Regions from separate parts of the Gossypium hirsutum genome. Here regions 2 and 3 are each linked to region 1. A link is a contact called in public Hi-C data. All regions are on one chromosome and are shown on one strand. Each heading gives the region's core, a stretch centred on a gene start, on an enhancer-like site or on the middle of the called end of the contact. The rest is flanking DNA. Distances are from core to core; before and after follow the strand shown. Region 1 holds the start of LOC107959984 (E3 ubiquitin-protein ligase RHA2A). Region 2 holds the start of LOC107959985 (fructose-bisphosphate aldolase 3, chloroplastic). Region 3 has its middle 43 kb from the start of LOC107959983.

The links. Hi-C and Micro-C count contacts between places; a contact is called where the count stands out from the background.
Region 2: a Hi-C map of leaf shows a contact between it and region 1, with 2.3 times the contacts expected there. The contact joins the promoter of LOC107959985 here to the promoter of LOC107959984 in region 1. A contact is called at or near these places in 3 of 34 Hi-C or Micro-C datasets (callus and leaf).
Region 3: a contact with region 1 is called in a Hi-C map of leaf, with 1.8 times the contacts expected there. The contact joins the enhancer-like site here to the promoter of LOC107959984 in region 1. A contact is called at or near these places in 2 of 34 Hi-C or Micro-C datasets (both in leaf).

What each region holds. Positions count from the first base shown.
Region 1 is chrA05:76,237,114-76,241,202 of Gossypium_hirsutum_v2.1, reverse strand. LOC107959984 (E3 ubiquitin-protein ligase RHA2A) reads left to right here and starts at 2,452. Exons shown (of 1, transcript XM_016896178.2): 1 at 2,452-3,649. The coding sequence starts at 2,790. The coding sequence ends at 3,281.
Region 2 is chrA05:76,376,883-76,380,913 of Gossypium_hirsutum_v2.1, reverse strand. LOC107959985 (fructose-bisphosphate aldolase 3, chloroplastic) reads right to left here and starts at 1,982. Exons shown (of 6, transcript XM_016896179.2): 1 at 1,644-1,982; 2 at 789-1,058; 3 at 590-699; 4 at 347-437; 5 at 1-79. The coding sequence starts at 1,808.
Region 3 is chrA05:76,030,366-76,034,339 of Gossypium_hirsutum_v2.1, reverse strand. No RefSeq gene overlaps it. Among protein-coding and RNA genes, the nearest start is that of LOC107959983, 43 kb to the right of the region's middle. Within about 2 kb of position 1,634, at least 9 of the 9 cell types and tissues checked have an H3K27ac peak or open chromatin away from gene starts, as enhancers often do. A contact at or near this core is called in leaf, where this site is marked.

The DNA of each region.
Region 1 (4,089 bases), core at 1,203-3,702:
TATATTTGGTAAATAAATCATCTTTAAAAATTAGGGATTACCAAATATGGTTGAAGATTATTTTTGTATTTAGTTTTGCTATTTTTTGCTTTGAGCTTACTAATTTTAGGTATTGTAAAGCATATAAAAGGCTAGAACCATTTGGAGTTATTCATCAGTTCAATAAAAATCATCTTCTTTCATTTGAGTTGAGAGTTTGTTTTTCTCTTTTTTTGTACTTGTATGTGCAACACCGAGGCACTCTTGACTCTATGAACTAGGACCACAGTGCAATTGCTCACAACATGTTGGCTCTCAACAGAGTACAAGGGACAAAATCCCTCCACGGAGGAATAATATCTTTGGTTGTTAGAGGATCGGTTGATTACTCGGCAGACGACACTTGGAAGACTTTTCCTGAAGGATTCGACCTCTTAAGGCTTTTATTGAGTTGATGCCACCCATCAATCGGGTTTCAACTCAATTATGAAATTACCAAAAACCCTTATTTTTATAAAGCAACAAATATGTTTTGAAGATATATTTTTTTAACTTTTTATATAAATTCTAAAAAGAAAAAATTACATGTACAAAATGAGATTTGAACTCAATACATCGGAATTTTAATTATCTCAACTTTATCAATTCAACTAAAGCCACATTACATACAAAAAAATCAAAATCACATCTAATTTTTACATAAAATTTTCACTAACCTAATAAAATATCAATTAAAATAATGAAATAAAATTAACTAATTATTGATATAATAATAAATAATTTAGGTTAATTGATTTTTATTTACATCAAATCTGGATTGTCTATCCAATTGTCCATCCACTCCAATTTTATAATCACGAAAGTTCTTTTGATGAATAAACAAAGGGTTGAAGGCCACATTTCCGTCCAAGCTTTATCAATAGCCGACATTCATATTAAAAATACATCAAAAGTATAATAATAGTAAGGAACTTAATTGAGAATGAGGTCTTAAAGTGTGAACACACATGAATATTAATTAATGTTGATGAATTGGGTTTTAGAACTATTTATGACATCTGATTATATATATTCAATTAGTTGGACAAAAGGTAACCATGTTTATGGTAAATGGTGCATTGCATGTGCTTCAGATCTCCCACTTATTTGGGTCACACTCCCACCAACATACATTTCTATGTCCATATTTGAGGACTACAATTATATATATATACACACGCTAATTAATCACTTGAAAATGTGTTCTTCTTATTTATATCACATATCCAATCTGAAATGCATAAGTTGCAATCAAAACAAAACTTAGCACTTCAAACAAAATTCATTTATGAACTATTTTACCTTATAAGTTACTTTATTTTAGAAATTGATGTAAATTAAATCTCATGTGATGATCTGATGGTCAACGGTATTCACTATCCTAAATATAGTCTAAGTTCGAGTCGTGCTAGTTACGTTAGTTGTTTGAATTTTACCTTATTATTATAATTCAAAAAAAAATATTCGAATTTTACTCTATTATTGTAATTAAAAAAAGAAGAAAATAAAAGTTAATTTTTTAATAACACCAATTTGATAATCTCAATATAACATATGGAGCTTACCACTACTTTGACCTATAATATTGTGTCATATAACATATTTTCATATCCAAATTAAATTTTAATTTTAATTTTACAAAATTATAATCATTTCAATTTTTCTGTTTTATTAAATTGAAATAAACGGAATTTAAGCAACCTAATAATTGCAGAGACAATTAAACTTAGATCATGGGTCGAGTAGGGTCAATGTCAAATTTTAGGTCTATTTTTTAAGTTTGGACTCGACTTGATTCAAAAAATGGGTCTAAAATTTTATCCAAACTTGGTCCAGATAAAAAATACTAAACTTGAGCCCAATTTGGCCTTACCGTATTAAAAGTTTTATATTGTTTTTATATAAAAATAAATTTAAAAAATATAATACATCAAATACACTAAAAATATTAAAATAAATATTTCCCAACAAATTTAAAATATATTAAAAAAGTATTGATACTTAATAACACTAATAGTTTCAACTTAACAAACAAATACCTCTAAAATTGTAACAAAATTAACAATAAAACAAGAGTTATATAATATCTAAATAATAACAACAAAATAGTAACAATATAATAGTAAAATGGTAACAAAAAAAAACTTTTAGGCAATTCGGGTTGAGTTTGGGCCAAAAAATCTTACTCGACATCTGACTTATTTTTGAGCCTATATTTTTACTCAAATCTTTTCACTTTTCAGACGGACCTTCAAGTTGAATGGGTGTCCCGACCCACGTTAATTCTAGAAACAATATAACTGCTAATCATAAAAAATATAAAAATAATAGAAGTTGGAGATAAAAAGTTAAAATTTATGTAACATAAATGGTTGGTTGAAAAATTAAAAGTTTGAGGTTATTGATATCTTAAGTTACATAAAGAATAAGAATAGGAATACAGAAATACACAACTTGTGATGTATACAACAAAGTTAGTATTAAAACATGGAAAAAGGAAATAAACAATTTCAACAAGCGGACCCCACCACACATGGCCTTAATCTCCCGTTCTTTAGCCTCTCCTCCCCTCTCCTCTTCTTTTCCCTACATCATCTCTTTCTTCTTTTCTTCTTTCTTATCGTTGTATGCTTCTATTTCCCTTATATAAAATCTAATCTCTTCCATTCCACCTTTCAACTTATAAATATATATACACGCACACATATTACATATTACTACTCTTTTTCTACAAATTCACTTCCACATTTTCTGAAACTTAAAAAAGAAAGATGGGATTACAAAGCCAGCTGAACGACGTGTCCTCAGATTCGATCCCGCTTCTTCTCGTAGCAATAATCGCTAACTGCGTCGGTTATCTCCGAAGACTCCTCTTTGCTTCCCTCCATTTGATTGGCCTTCTCCCTTGCCCAGACCAGCCCACTACCATCGACGATGTTGGAGTCCTTGGCTCCGGTCTCGCCAGTCTCATCGTACTCGCCGAGCAGCTCAACTTAAACAAGGCTTTCTCCTACAAATACTGTGGCGGCGGGGTAGGAAAGGGCTCTGATTGTGTTGTGTGCTTGTGCAGCCTAAGAGATGGGGAGCAGGTGAGGAAACTCGATTGCTGCCATGTATTTCATAAGGATTGCTTTGATGGTTGGCTTGATCAACTAAAATTTAACTGCCCGGTTTGTCGATCCCCTCTCAAAATCGATCAGCGCGTGGGTTTCACGCGGAGACGCGTCGGTCAAGATTTGCTTGCCTGGTTTTCTTTGGGTTAATTAGATTCCGACCAAGATTTTAGAATTTTAGTGTTTTTGCCCCCCTTTTCTCAGGTTCCGGCTGGATTGGGTATTATTTTGTTTTCAACTATTTGTTTTGAGGGGGTTGTCATTCAACTTTCTTTCTTACCACTATTTTTTCTTTTGCTTTTTAGAACCCTTTTTCTCCGTTGTAGGGTTTTTTTTTTCTTTAGAAATTTTTTTTGAAGAATTTTCTTTTTCACTGCTGTAAATAGTCTTTTTTTTATTTACTTTATGTATTTTTTTTAGTCCAATAAGAAAATAGTTATCTTTGTGTACAAATTGTCAAGACCAGATTGCTATTTATTTACATGAAGTAGTGAGGGTGAAGATGCTTTATGATTTTACTTTTATGGTAATCTTATTAGTTTATTATTAAGGTAAATAAAAAAAAGCATATTTTATGTGATATTGTTTGAAAAAAGAAAAATAAGAACCCAAGTTGTTTTAGATTTCAATATAATATTAAGAAAATAGGGGGGGAAGAAGATTTAGAATTTATGGTAGTATTGGCAACTACAAAACGGGTTGAGATATTTTATATTTGATGTAATAATTGAGTACCATGTACAGTAGTTTCCTATCATCTTCTCCAAGTAGTACAATTGTGGGATCTTTATGGAGTTACTTCCTGTAAAGTGTCTCTTATTCAATTGTCTTGTTGGTCTTCACGCGTGTGTAAAATTGATTTAACGGATATATTCTATTTTGATTAAAGTGGTTCTTTTGGTTAATTGGAATTGAATAGATTGATTTCATTATACAAACCCAACTAGCTAGCCCTAAC
Region 2 (4,031 bases), core at 733-3,232, 140 kb before region 1:
CTACTTCAAGAGTCCTCCCAATAGGGTGATCACCATCCAGAAGAATCTCGGGTTCCACTATTGGCACAAGACCATTGTCCTGGGTATTAATTCACATTAATATACAATTGAGCTCGATACACAAACCAACTACAATATAAAATAAGAGCATGTACCGGCAAAAGTAGCCAACACATAACTCATGTCAAAATTTGACAAGGCAATAGAAAATTAATCTAATTGCCATTCACAGAATGAAGCAAACTGGTTTCTAGAATTCCAAAAACTTCAAAGTTGAGTAGGGAAATAACAAGCCTTGCAATTGGTTTAGCAAGTTATAAGAAACTGATAAAATGTGATACAATACCTGAGAAATGGCAGCATAACGTGCAAGTCCCCATGCAGCTTCCTTAACAGCCAGAGCAGAAGGACCACAAGGAATGCTAACTACCGTTCTCCTGAGTAATTTAACAGTATAACATTTCGTGAATGAGAAATGTAATACATGTATGTATGTATGTGTGTATATATATATAAAGGTGTTATAAACCAATCAGAACTTCAACTTAAACTTCATAAGGCACAAGTTAACTACATAAAATTGACTTACCACTTGGCAAATCGAGCACCTTGTTTGTAGTACTCGGCAGATCTTGATGACAATCCATCCAAGCCTTGGCACCAAGATTCATTGTTTGATCCAGGTAGAGGAACCAAACCCTAAAACACGTGAATATAAAAGATTGAGTTAATGAGTACCATCAAAAGAAATTCACACGCATATAAATGTAGAAATTCAGTAGTGTCACCTTATCTACTTTGATGCCAGGTACGATTTTCTGGTCGTGCAAGACATCAACAAACTTCTTCCCATCTGTAGTTGACTGGTAAAGTGTTTCCTCGAAAAGAATGGCACCGGAAATATATTCTCCGAGGCCAGGAGTTGTGAGCAGAAGCTGTCTGTAAGCCTGGCGGTTGGGTTCAGTATTGTCTAAGCCAATAGAAGATAATCTCTTCCCACATGTTGCATTCGATTCATCAATTGCCAGTATTCCACGACCAGGTGAAGCAATAGTTTTCTACACCATAGAAAGAAACAAATAAAAAACAATTTATCACAGTTTCCTTTCATCAGGCAACTTCGCCAACCCAAAAATTCTCTCATATAATTCTCCATTCATCGATTCAAATTATGATTGCAAATCGGTCACAGTTTCAAACGTAATAAATATTGTTGCGATTAATTGCAGTAAATAACGAAAGTAATATTGTGCTGCAGCCGGCTATTTAAAATTTTAAATCTCCATGTCTCCATCAAGCATCAATGAAAAAGAACAGCTATAATGTCCCTAGTTAAAGGAGTCATAAATCAAACTTCGTATTTAGAAAGGAATTCCATCAATATCTTAAAGCTTCCTGTAGTCATGGAAAGACACAGAAAACCAGAATTTTTATATATGAAAACAAATACTAATATATAAAATAACGAAATCATATTTTTATAATTATTTCATTGCAGATGCAACTGATTTACAAGTAAAACTGAATCACTAATTGGATTTCATGACTAATGATAGATCTTTAGCCAACAAAAAAAAATTCTAATAAAAAATCATATGAAATAATCTAGTCAAAACATAAAAGAGAACAAAGAAAACACTAACGGCGGTTTTGATGAGTTCGTCGGTGTAAGCGCCAGCACGGATCGGGAGTGAGACTCTGCGAGTGGCGAGCCGAGCGGATGATCCGGAGCGTTGAGGGAGAGACTGCTGGCCACCGATCCAAGAGGATGACGGCGCGTTGAGTTTAGCGAAGCTAACACAAGCCATGGCGGGGCAATGAAGAAGACAAATCGGGAAAGAGGACGGGAGGGGAGTTCGATTATTACAAAGAAAAGGGCAGGTGGGTTAGGTGGGGAGAGGCTTAGGGTCACGTTTAGGTTGTTTTTATATATACTGTTTTTGCCTAGGAAAATCCGAAGTGGGGAGTTGAATGTTTACGATGAGACAGAAACACGCGGCGTTACCAAACAGTTCTTTATAATCCCACATTTACTACATTGCCCACTTTGATTTTACCCTTTCAGTCTTTGTCCTTTATCTTTCATTTTGGACCTTTTACCCTCAAATTTAACATTTCACTTTAATATTTTGCAAAATACTTCTACAGCTTTTATTATCTTGTATAAACTGTAAAAATAGTTACTTACATTAGATTAAGTTTATGTTTTGGTTATTTAATTTTAATTTATTATAATTTAACTATTAATGTTATTATTTTGTAACATTTTAATCACTATATCGTTATCAATCATTAAAGGTTAACGAAAATCACACTTGGTACATTTTTATTGTTAAATGTTGACGGGTTATCCACATCAATGCCACATAATTAAATACATCTTACATCTTTTTTTAACCTTTTGATTACTTTATTCCCTTTTCCAACTTGGACTTTTTTTTTCTACTTTATCCAAAATGAAACCTAGAGATCCAATCTTAACTCCATCTTAACCACCATTCGAGACTATACTCTTAATCTTGATAAATATACTCCATAACCTAACCTAAACCGAGAACCAATAACCATACGCATTCCTACGATCAACTAAATCAAACCCACCAACAAACATCATCGCCTTCATTGTTGACCAACATCATTTGAGGCATCTCATACCATCTCTTTACCTATTAAAACCCTAAATTAAGAGGATTAACTCTCATCTAGTTAACCATAACAGAAGAAGAAATTGAAAAATGGAATTCGCCAAGCAAGTTCGATTCTTTGCTTTAATTTTTTCTCTTATTTATAATTCATTTTTAAATACCTATTTATAATTTCTTGATCCTATGAAAAAATCCCACACAAAATCCCGATTTCAACCAATAATCTTAGGTATTATATTTCAAGTTTACACATAAATAGTTACTCGTACAACAATATAAGCTTTCAAGAATAATTAAATAATTCAACCCCTATTATGTGTAACAAATCAATTTTTAGTGGTGTCAGAAACAACGATTTTGAAACCTCATTCTCGCAAATCGAGTTCGTAAATATTAATATTTAATATTTACGGGGCTAGTATGGAAATATATTAAAGTTTGGTTTAGTACATTTGTTGAATTGATAGTTAATTAAGGTAGAAGGACTAAATTGTAAAAGTTTATCGCTATAAATTTTTAAATAGCCAAAGCACTAGATATGTAATTAGACCATTTCTAAATGGCCAAACGGTGGTGGATGATGTTAGAGTCCACTCACTTGGGTTAATTATGCTTAAGGCTTAAATTGATTAAGGTTAAGTAAATAAACTAGGTTAATTAATTTTAATCAAAGTAAGAAAGACAACTTAGTGATTGTCATCTTTATTTTTCTTCTTCCTCTCGAATGTACACCAAAGAAAACCTAGAGAAAGTCATTTACAAACCTCTAGCATTTGACCCTTATTTAGGTATGATTTTTAAGTCACTTTCTTGCAATTTTTATGTTTTTGAGGTTATAAGAGTTGATTTAGCTAGCCTATGTACTAATTTGTAAAAACTTTAAAGTTTATGAAAGTTTCCATTGATTATTTCTTAAATAAACTGATGTTAAATTGATAGATTTTAAGCTTAGGTGTGAAAAAAGGACTATATTGTAAAGTTTATTTACTAGTTTGTCAAAAAGAACTAATAAATTGAATTTTTTATGTGAAATTTTTGTAATTATAGATATTAAAGGGCCCTAAAAGGATGTAATTGAAATAGGGTTCGAAACCAAAGTTCAAAATTGAAAACTGTGGCAATTTTGGTATTATGGACTAAATTGACTAAAATGCAAAAAATTAGAGACATTCGAAAAATGAAATTTAACTAGTTCATGAATATTAGGAGATGACTAGTTCATGAATATTAGGAGATGTTATAAAATGATTGATATCGATAAATTGAATAGAATAATTGTATAGATTGATAAATGAACCAAATCGAAGATAATCGGGGAAAAGCAAAAATTGTTGATTAATCCTTAAAAACTCCTTTATTTGTTGTTTTACCTGGTAAGTTCATACG
Region 3 (3,974 bases), core at 385-2,884, 210 kb after region 1:
TTTTAATTACAATTATTTTAAACTTTAAACTATTGAGAAATATTTAGTAAACTTGTTTTATTTTTTAAAATTTGTTTATATTGTAAGTTTTTTTAAAAAAGATTACTATGAAACGGCATGGGTTGAGCCCAGATTTAGTGTATATAATCTAAATAAAATTTAGACAAAAATTTAAACTTATTGTTGAAACCAAGCTAACACAAACTCTATTTATAAGACCATGTCAGAATAATATAACATGTAAGAGGCCTCTTTAGTGGTGAGCATTGGTCGAGTCACCCGGTCCGTTTTGAAAGTCCACTCGAAATATGAGAGAATTTTAACAAAAATATAAAATCAAAAAATAAACTTAGACAAAAAAATAAAATTTATTTAAAAACAAAAAAATAAAATTTATTTAAAAAACGAGTTAAGCCTCGAGTAAAGTATTTTTTTTCGAGCCCAACCATAATTCACTAAAAAATATATATATTTTTTAATATTAATTTCTTTTTATTTTCTCTTTATTTTACTACCATTTTACTATTATATTAATATTATTTTATTGTTATTGTTTGAATATTAAATAAAACTTATTTTATTATTAATTTTATTATTATTTAAAGATATTTATTAATTTTATTATTATTTTAAAAATATTTACCTATTAATTTACATATATCTTATTATTATTTATATATACATAATTTTTTTAAAAAAATTTCAATTTATTGACAAATATTTATTTTGATATTTTTAATATTTTTAATTTATTATATATTTTTTAATATTATATAAAAAAATAATATAAACGGCCAAATTGAGCTTAAATTTTAATATTTTTATTCTGATCGGGCTTAAATAAAATTTTAAACTCATTTTCCGGATGAAGCCGAACCCCGGCCTAGTAAATGGGCCTCAATTTTTAGTCGGACTCGGCCCAAATTCCGGCCAATGGGCTCACCTCTAGGCCTCTTCCACGGCACAAATGGACACTTCGTGATTCGTTTTCCTCCAGGAGATTTCTACAGAATTCATCTCCAGCCCAGGGCTCCTGGCTTTTAAATTTGTCAACAAACATATGAAATATTACAAGCTCCTATAAATCATGAAAGCTGCAGCTCTTAGTTGCTGTTCTCTGAAAATCACAACCAGATCTAATACCCAATATTCACTAGGAAACTCCTTGGAAAATTATGAAATTTAAACAAAATAATTATAAGAACTAAAGAAGAAAATTATACGAAAAGGAAACCAAACCTTAAAAGAAGCAAACAAAAGGGAATGGACCCAAGGCAGGGAAGGGGAGCAACGGTTGGAAATCAAGGGTATGGGAGGGGTTGGTAAGAATTGCCCCTTTGGATTGAACAAAGGTCATAATTCTTGCCCAACTCTCCCACACCTCCAACCCCCAACACCACTCTCTCCCTTTCTCTTACTGCTTGAAAATTTCATAGATGAGAGAAACACGAGATAGATGGAGGAAGCTGAAATGGGCAAACGAAGAGAAGGAATCACAAAAAGGAGTGTTCCGATCTACATCTCAAAGATCAACACTCTACCCCTCTCTCTCTCACGTATCGATGACTTGCTCCGTGGGGAAGGCGGATTTATAAAGGGCACGAGAAGAGTGTAGATAAGATGGTAGGTAAAGGTCATGGAAACCGCGTGATGTTGAAGCTACGCGGAAAAGGGCCCAAACCCAAAAGTCAGATGGTCCAGAGCTACTGGTTTTCATGTTCGGTCGGGTCAGTCGCTAGGAAAAATTTGAATGATTTTGGGGGTAATTGATACTTTTCTCAAACTATTATTATATTTTTAATTAAAGTTATTCAGTTCTTTAGATTGTTTTTATTATTCATTTATCTTTTATTATTTTTATAAATAAATAATATTTTATTTTATAATTAAAATATTTTAAAATTTTAAAAATTTATTTTCCTTTTATCCTTTATATAAATAATATAAATAATAACAACTTATATAATAATTTAAATCATAAATTATAATTTATAACATATCCTATTATGTGGGTGAAAAAGAAAAAAATAATGTAAAAATATATTTAAGCAACGATCATTTTAAAAAAATTAATTAATAAGATAATTAAAAAGTGTAATCATATTTAACCCTATTAAGTTTATTTTTTATTGGTTTTACTTAATTAAGTTGGTATTTAATTAATTTGTGATATGAGACTAAAGTAAGAGTTTTAAGTTAGCATAGATATTCATTTATGCATTAGTATTTGATTTATTAGGAGTGAAAAATTTTAATTCCAGCAATCAAAATTTAAATATTACCACTTGTCTCATTCTTTTAAAATATATTTTTTAAAATTTTGTTTACTACACTAAAAAAAAATATGGGTAGTTTATTTATGTTTACTCATGAATTTTTTAAACTCCAATTTATTTACCCTACTTAATAAAAAAGATTTTTATTTTCATTTCATTTGCTTTTGTTTTTATAATTAAACTTGTGTAAATAAAATTTATAGTAACTAATATAAAGTAGTACAGTATAGATAAATAAAAAGAAAAAGTAAGAAATATAAGAAGGGAAACAAAAATTATATATTTGAAGTATTTTATGAGCCAATAAAATTTATTTATTTTTATTTTAGTTTAAAGGAGAAAAAAAATTTAAAAAAAAGGGAAAATGCAAAAAATTATTATTAAATATAAATTATAAATTAATTCAGTATATTTATTTTTTGTATTATATATATAATACTAGTTGTATGTTTTAGAATTTTGACTACTTCTCTTGTCTCACTTCATGTTTGAACGACAGATAAAATAATAATTTTGGTGTAATCAAAGTTTTTGAGCTAACATGTTTGACTTTTTAATGATATGGTTTATGATTTAATCATGTTGAGTAGCAAATGGGGAAGAAATTTCGTGCTACAATATAGATTAATCATCCTTCATCTATTCAACTAACTTGAAGGGGAGAAGTTTAAAGTGTTGAAGTTACTTATTGTTATCCTTATTATTATCCTTAGAGAGAGTTTGAAAGCCACTAGAAAACATGTTTATAAAGGTTTTTTTTTTTTGTGATAAATACTCAATATAATTAATGTGATAATTTTAATTTTTAAATAAGAGTTTAAAGTTTATCAAAATATGATCACTTAAAGAGGCCTATATATACCAATAAGTGGTTGGGTGTACATTGCACTTCGAAGGGGAGGATCTAAGTTCAAATTTTGGAAACGACATTGTTGGAAGGAACAACCACAAACCCCGAACCCTGAACATGAACTGTAAAATGGACATGAAAAATATATATAAAAAAAAGAGGTCTATAAATAGGTAGAAGTGTGGCCACTTGTGATCAACTTTAGAGTGTCTTTGTCAACTACTTTGTTGAGTTCTTTTTTTTTTTGTATTGTTTGGTGTTTTGTTCAACAGTCTTTTAGGAATTTTTGGAGAGTTTTATGATTTATATTGTAAGGTATTTTGGGATAATGATTTGTAACAATTTAGTTTCAATATTGGGGTTGCAAATATTCATTTGTGTAGAGGGTAGTTTCGCTGAAGGAAATCATTCTTTAAGTAAAGTTTTACATAGTAGGATTGGTAAATACAAATTATATAAACAAATATCATGTGTTAATTCTATCATTACTTTGCTCCTTGCTATACTTTATCTTAAAACTGCTCTGTTATAAAATGTTCTGTCATAATTTCTACTTTTGTTCCGATAGAAGTTAGAACAGATTTGTTTAAGAACTAGTGCAAACAAAGGCTTTTTTAATATGTATAAACTAAAATAAATAATATTAACTTTTTAAAGTTTTGAAATGTTTGAGAATTATTATGATTGAGAAAGTAAATACAAAATTATATAAATGTATAATTTTTAGACTTTTTTATAATTTGTATTATGATAAATATAAGTTAAAGAATAAAAAATTAATAAAATAAACTTGATTAATTAATATTTGTGACAATATATTCAAAGTAAAATAATGATGATATATTATT